Regions from separate parts of the Mus musculus genome. Here region 2 is linked to region 1. Evidence: chromatin contacts called from public Hi-C data. All regions are on one chromosome and are shown on one strand. The core of a region is the stretch at or near the end of the contact, and the rest is flanking DNA. Distances in the headings are between cores, read along the strand shown. Region 1 holds the start of Vldlr (very low density lipoprotein receptor). Region 2 overlaps Gm35438 (a long non-coding RNA gene).

The links. A called contact is a pair of places that touch in the nucleus more often than the background predicts.
Region 2: a contact with region 1 is called in a Hi-C map of embryonic fibroblasts, with 1.9 times the contacts expected there. A contact is called at or near these places in 4 of 484 Hi-C or Micro-C datasets (embryonic fibroblasts, nephron progenitors and rod photoreceptor), 3 of 130 datasets of targeted methods (embryonic fibroblasts, embryonic stem cells and heart atrium) and 1 of 9 other capture datasets (liver).

What each region holds. Positions count from the first base shown.
Region 1 is chr19:27,214,865-27,218,515 of GRCm38.p6, forward strand. Vldlr (very low density lipoprotein receptor) reads left to right here and starts at 2,156. Exons shown (of 18, transcript NM_001161420.1): 1 at 2,156-2,832. The coding sequence starts at 2,751. The region is part of intron 3 of Gm35438 (a long non-coding RNA gene); the gene reads right to left.
Region 2 is chr19:27,259,474-27,263,230 of GRCm38.p6, forward strand. It overlaps Gm35438 (a long non-coding RNA gene), which reads right to left. Exons shown (of 8, transcript XR_003952921.1): 3 at 2,756-2,905. Among named protein-coding and RNA genes, the nearest start is that of Vldlr, 44 kb to the left of the region's middle.

The DNA.
Region 1 (3,651 bases), core at 906-3,405:
TCGCATCTCTGTATTCTACAGCATCTGAAACAACTTTGGAACACAGTGCCGCATGTAAAACAGTGCTGTAATTTTCAACATGTCTCTCTTACCTTGACCAGCTCCCATGGCCTCCTCAGCTAAGTATTGACCCATGGCGGTTGCCTTACATAGCATAGAACCCAGCACTGCTCAGTGTGTGTGCTGTTTGGACACACTAGTTCACTCGGTGGATTGTGGAAGTAAATAGCACTACTCACATAGTTACCTGAAGGCCTCTGTTCGTTTGCCCACGTTATCTACTCGAGATTAATTTATTCTCTTAGTTATCAGTTACTCTCTATGTTAATTATATGCATTCGTCCTTTGGAACTTCTTTCAGCCTCTAATAGGTTGGTCTGAAAGAGACCTGCTTCTTGAGGCCACAGATGATTTTGAGTATCATGTGGGTTGTTTCTGATTTCAGTTTACAGGTCAGATGGCAGGCACAGAAAAGGGAGTGGTTTGTTTTTATCCTTTGAAGTTACACAGAGGCAGAGGCAGTCGAATGATAGACCAAAAAAGCCACCAGGTTGAGTGTAGAGCCATAACTTGGCTTACCAACAGTTTATTTATGCTAGAAAGCATAATACATGTTTGTCAAAGTTAAGTCTTATGTGCCGTATCAATGTTTCCCTTGTCGTGTACCTTTCTCTCTCAAGTAAAACATTGAAAACAAGCTTGTGACGTCTCAGTTAACTATGGAGCCTGTTCATATTGACTATTTATTGACTTCACCTATGTCCCCCACCCATTTCATCAGGTGTAAAGTGACTATGAGCTTTTCAAGCCCCAGGGATACGAAAGTTAGACCATCCCCCTCAAACTTGGTCTGTGGACTGGTACTGGCTGTGATCACGTGTTCACCATGCAGTTTCCGCCCATCTCCTACCCTCTGATTATACACAACAGCATCCACAGTGAGCAGCTTTGAAAGACCCCATCTGCATGTGAGATTATCCATCACAATGAGGCTAAATTACACCGATCAAAATGTACCCTGGCTGAGAATTACCCCCAGGGTCTCCTGGGTACATGAGAACATCTCTCCTAGTAGACTGTCCCCAGAGAACTGCTCAAGAGAACCAAGGTGACATTACAATGCCAGAAGGAAGCTAGGACATGGAATCTGAAATCTGTCAACTTTGATTCATTCGAGGTACAGCAACTTATAAAACAGAAGCACATACACACATATTAACAGGTGAAATAATTTGGAAAAATCTGTGGTATACCACAGAAAGCATCTCAACCAAGGCGATGTGTTCAAGAAAACTGAAGTACACTAAGAACAAACCATAAACTTAGGTCCTGTCTGGCACCCACCTCCCTCCAATCTATCCTCTCTGGGAGGGTTGACTTCTTTCCCTCCACAATGCTTATAATTGAACGTTACAAACTATACCAAGAATAAATCTACCGGGGTCCCCTTCCTCCAACCAGAAAAAGGTTAAGCTTTTAATTACAGGCCCTCAAACTATCATTTTGTGCAATTAGCAATTAACTCTAATCGTTGATGAGAGAATGCAGAGCTGCGCTGGCAATTTCCCTCCTCCCCATCCCAGACTCGGTTATTTTAGTCTTGTTCTATTACAGAGGACAAGCCACAACCGCGGGAGCGCTCTTGTTCTTTCTCTCTTTCTCTTTCACACACTCTTACTTAAAGCCACATTTAATTTTTAACAAAATGGCATCTCAGCTTGCCATTGAGATGGGACTCCGAACCCCACAGCAGAACAGCGGAGCTTTCGCACCCCTCCTCTTCATCACTTTCAGGTTGGAAAGAAGAGTCCCCCGGAAGATGCTACCTACCGACCTCACTACATCAGCCCTTCCTAGGGGCTCAGGAGAGGGAGGAAAAGGGTTCCTTGCTGCCCCCCAGACCCCTCAACTGCCAGCCCCATCAAGCCTGGAGGCGGTGGCAAGAGCAGCAATAGTTGCATCAGCGCTCCTAGCCAAGGCGCCAGGAGGGTACAGTAGCAACTGTAGGGAGCTAGGGAGCGCACAGCTGCTGCGGCCGCAGGTTCCCTGGATCAGGAAATTAGGACAGGCACCCGGGATTGGAGGTGAGGACGGTGCGCGAGCCAACCAGCGGCCGCCCCGGGTCCCCCGTGAGCCCCGGGCCAACGCGCGGAGCAGTCGAGCCCCTGGAGCCATCCGGATGGCGGCGGCGACAGCCCCAGCCCCAGCCACTCACGCACGCACGCTGCCACTTGCCCCCGCACCCTCCTCACTGCGCGCGGGAGAGCGGTGCGTGCCTGAGCTGCTGGGCTGAGCTCCCCCGCTGGGGTCCCCGCGCCGCTCGGCCGCGCTCCTGCGGCCGCCCGGGTGGTTGCCCCCAAACCGCTCACTTGAGCTGTCCTCGGTGGCGAACGGGCTCCCCGCCCCCTCCTCCCGCGCCGTTCCCTCCCCTCTCCCTCCCCTTCTCTGCAACGCCTGCATTATTTTCCGCCCGCAGGGTCCGCGCGCACACCGCGGCCGCGGCGGGGGAGGTGACCGGGTGGGTGGTTGGGTGGGTGGCTGGCGGGGAGTAGAGTGTGCAAGTTGCAGGGAAAGGGTGCCCGCTCCTTGCGTGCTCTCCGTGCTCCCGGCTCTTCACTCCTTCCCCCTCCTCCTCGTCTCCTCCCTCCCCGCCCCCACCTCCTTCTTCCTCTCCGAAGGGCTGGTAACTTGTTGTGCGGAGCGAACGGCGACAACGACGGCGCGACGGAGGCACCATCCGGGCGGGCAGCATGGGCACGTCCGCGCGCTGGGCGCTGTGGCTGCTGCTCGCGCTGTGCTGGGCGCCCCGGGACAGCGGCGCCACTGCAAGCGGTGAGTGGGGACGCGCCCCTCCGCACTCGGCCCGAAACAAGCCGAGGCGTCCGCGATCGCCGCGTTCTGGGGGACCCCGGGGCTCCTCTTGCCCATCCCCTCCTAGCAGGCGCCTCTCCACGCTCCTCTCCTGCCTCCCCTCCCCACCCGGGTGGCGCCTCTGAGCTGTCAGAGCCGAGGTTACTGGGAGCCAGGCCCGGGGGACGGTGGGGTTTAGGGTGTCCTAAAGCGTCCCTTGAACTTGTTGTCATTCTTCTGTGTCCCCCTTCTTCCCAGAACCTCTGTTTTACATGGTTTTCACCCCCCATTGACAAGGGCTAGGGGATGTGGGCTTTGGAGCCACTGAACAATGGTTCTGCCTCCTCTGCCAGGCGGGCTGTTAGGACCGTGGCAGAGCACGGGGCCTGGAAGCCCGAGTGCGCCCCTCAGACTTAAGCAGGGTTGAGAGCGCACAGTGGGTGAAGGTGGGCGTCTCCGAGGACACCGGGCGCCAGGTGCCGGCCGAGCCGGGAGTCCTCGCGCTGCCGTGAGCAAGCGCACGTTCGGTGGGCGGCAGCCTGGAGGCCGAGCCATGACAAGTACGCAGCCTGCGCCCGGGACTGAGACTCCCCAGGCGCCGGGCCGTCTCTCGGGCTCCAAGAGTGGCTTTCAACTGGACTGTCCTCCGAGTGCTTTTCTTTCTCCCATCCCCGGGGATTCCGCAGCTACTGCGGCTTTTAAAAACCTCTGGGGTCTCTGAGATAACTGAACGGGGGAGGGGAGTGGGATCAAGACTTAATCAGGTTACTTTGCCGAGCCTCATTCTGGGCAACACTTTCC
Region 2 (3,757 bases), core at 103-2,602, 44 kb after region 1:
AGATGGCACCAAAATGGATAGAGCCAACCACAGAATCAGTATCTTTTGTGACGCATACTGTGGGGGGTCCTGTATATAGGTGTAACAATTGAAAATTTCACAAAACCTCCAATTCTACATTGACAAAACAACATATTTTCATTAAAGGACACAGAAATTAGGGTGGAGCTGAGCTGTTAAGCATCCTCCGTGGCGATCATTGTCCATAGAACCAGAAGGTGCTGTGCAGAATGCTGGAGGAGAACCTTCACAGTCTTACTCAGCTTTGAAGCTTTTGTGCAATAGCATTAACCTACCAGCAAGATATGCCTACCGTGCAATTGGTGGTATGAGTGCTTTGCAGGCGGGGTTGGGGGAAAGGTCACTAACTGCCTTCTGATTGGATTTGAGGACCACTCCACAGGAGGGGACACATCCCTGCTACAGGAAACCCACCCAGACCCCTCTGGCTGGTGAGAGAAATTAACAAATCTAGCTCCAGCAGTGAAATGTTGGCTTTCACTGTGGCTTGGGGGGGGTTGGGGTCTATTTTGATCTTTCAAACTGAACCCTTAACTATAATGTCTGTTTTCATTGTGAAGAAATTACCACACTGGTACTACCATGAGAGTCTGGGCTGAAAGCTGCGAGTTTTGATCTTAGCTGCTTCCTACTTGCCTTACAATTCTGGTAAATTCCTTTCACTTACTGACTCTCCATTTCTCCACCTTCAAACAAGCCAATGATAAACTCTGACTCAGTCACTGCACACAGTTGTTATGAGAACCAGATGGGAAAACAGATGCGCACTATCCAAATGTGAGCTCTCTTTCCCCCCAGAGCTGTTTGAATAAAACACATTTGCCATGTGCACATTTGGCAGGCTCACATCCCAAATAGAGACCGTACTGAAGTTTGATGCCACAGACCTTTGGTTTACAATAAGAATCACAGTGCAGGGTGTTCTGTGGTTAAAATAACGCCACCCACACTGTCAAAGCCAAGACTTTCACACGGGTGCCAGTGAGCCCTATTCTGTAATCCAATAAGTCTTCTAGAGATGTTGACTATGGCTTTCTCCTGGCAACAGTTCTTAGCATTAGCAAGGAATGTGTTCTTTACTAACACACAGGTTTTGTTGGACTCAAAGGGCAGAAGAAAATCATAAAAGATACTCTTAGAAAACTTGTATCTTAGGAGATAATTTCAAGAGCAATTACAGATTTACAGGATGCTGTAGTTTTGATCTTCAAATAAGCCCACGTCACTATTCTTACAATTGGCCTTACTAAGCTTTTTATTTGGCCCTGTCCTATGCTGGCAGCTGATGCAATGCAGGGCAACTTGGTGAGAGCAGCCGTAGCAATCAATCACATATTGCTGTATTATTCCCTTCAATACAATGAACACTGTGGAAGGAATTTCCCTGAACACCATGTCTAGAACAGAAGACCAAGTCCAGATTGTACTTGATCATAGGACAAATCTTCAGAGTTGTAGGCAGCTGGCAACTTTGCAGAGTGGTGTTATGAGTAGGTCCTTTGGATTTCTCAACATCTACGGTTGTTTAAACATACAAAGAAAAGGAAATCCAAGATAGTCCTTGAAAAATCCGACTTCTTTAAAAATGTTCTGGCCTGATTTCATTCTTGGTACTTCATAGAGCACGCGTGAAGCCAGGCTAGATTTGTTCAGCTTCACGAGAAGCTCCAAGCAGGAGGTGCCACTCCTCAGTGTCCATGGTGACAGCCTTCTTATAGCCTTCCCAGGAAGAAAACATTCCTTTCAGTTTCCATCAGAGAGAGTCACGTTCCCTCCTATGTTAACAGATCTCCCCAAGCCTTCCGAAGTTAGCCAAAAGCTTTATCTTCAGCAACATTGGCAATTAGAATATGTTTTCTTCAGTGTCTAGGCTCTCTCCCTACCTACAAGTGCTAGATTCAGTTTCTTGAGCAAATTGTGTAGACACCATCGTTTTTTACACCATGGGTCTGCACATGAGACTGGGGTTCAAAGCCATCCCCAACAAATACTTAAGAAAACAGTAGCATGGTGCTTACCTAATATCTTCCAGAAAATTGAAAGCTATAGGATATTTCTCAAATTATTTCAAGATGCAAACGGTATTTTGATACAAAATTAGATGAAATATTATAAGAAAATAGGCCAATGCACCCCATGATCAAAGACATAAAAATTCTTCAGGTATACATCTCTACTTATTTAATGAGTTATTAAGAAATAAACAATGCAGTCTCTTATTATAAATATGGATTACCTACTATATTTTACTTAGAGTGGAAATAATCTTGTCCTGCTTCTAACACTGATATATTGCTTGCATCCATATCCTTGCTTACACGAATTTATAGGTTATCATCATTTATGAAGGCAAATGAAAAGAATTCCCAAAGAACATGCTGGCAAATCAAATTCAAATGTATAGAGTACATAATCTGCCATGACCAAATCATAATTCCCAAGCTAGTCCAGGAATGCTAAATATTAAGCAATCTAATACGGCATGTCAATGGATTGAGTAAGGAAGAGCTTAGAGAAGGCTTTCTGTAAAAGTCAACTGACAACTAAGTAAAAGCCCTTTGAAATCCAAGATTGTAAGGAAACTTCATTAAAATGGTAAAGAGCAGGAAGGAGAGAGAATGACAGGGAGAACATACAATCTTAAGGGCCAACATGACATTTTTCAAAATTACTGCCATGTGCTTGACATTTCTTTTTTCTAAGACCCTCAATACAATGAAAGTTTAATGCTTACCAAGGATGCCTGTGGCTCGTTCACACTCGCTCTTCATGCTAACCACCTCCTGGACTCAGGCCCCTTATGTGTCTCTAGTCTGCACCACACAGAGTGGCCTTGGGTTGTTGGGTCACTTGGTGCCACAGAGCTCAGACTGTATTTCACCTCCTATTTTGGCCAAAGAGTCAAGGCAAAAGTGTCTATGAGTCACACCACTGACAAGAGATAGGAAGAAAGCCAATGCAACCGAGAATGTGGTCTCCTTATACTTCATCAAATGAGAAAGCTTTTTGAAAAGACACCTCTTTAGTTTTACATTTAAAGAGCCATTTATCTCGTTAGCACAGTTTTTGTCTTATAATTCAAAGTATTTAATAATGACAACAATTTTGCAGTTTTCTTTTAAAAAATATTATTATACACATTTAAACACATGAACGCTTGATTATCTCTCTCACATTATGAACATTTTCCTCGGTAACAGATTTGTCTAAATAATCCTTTTATCACCCAAACATCAGGGCAGGACTGAACCAGGACTATGTTCTACTGTTGGCTTCTGTTTTGTTCCAATTCTCTTAAATACTGAATTGTAAAGGAATATATAGACCTACTCTCATCCACACAGCAAATTGAAAACCTTTTAGATGTCTTTCATAACACAGATCATTCTCTAATCTTGACAGGAATCATCAGCTATACAATCTTAAAGAGACAAACCAGAGACTTTTCATAGATAGTAGGATGAGCAAGCTAGGAATCAACATTGTCCATTAATCTGTTTTTCAAAATCAATCAATCAATCTATCTATCTATCTATCTATCTATCCTATCTATTTGTATGTATGTGTTTGTATGTGAGTTTGTATATGTGTATAAATGGACATGAATGTCTGTGTGTGTATGTGTGTGTGTGCGTGTGTGTGTGTGTGTGTGTGTGTGTGTGTGTGTGTGTGTGTGTGTGTGTGTGTGTATCATTAGTTTTTCGGTCTCTATGGAGACCAAAAGAACATGTCAGAT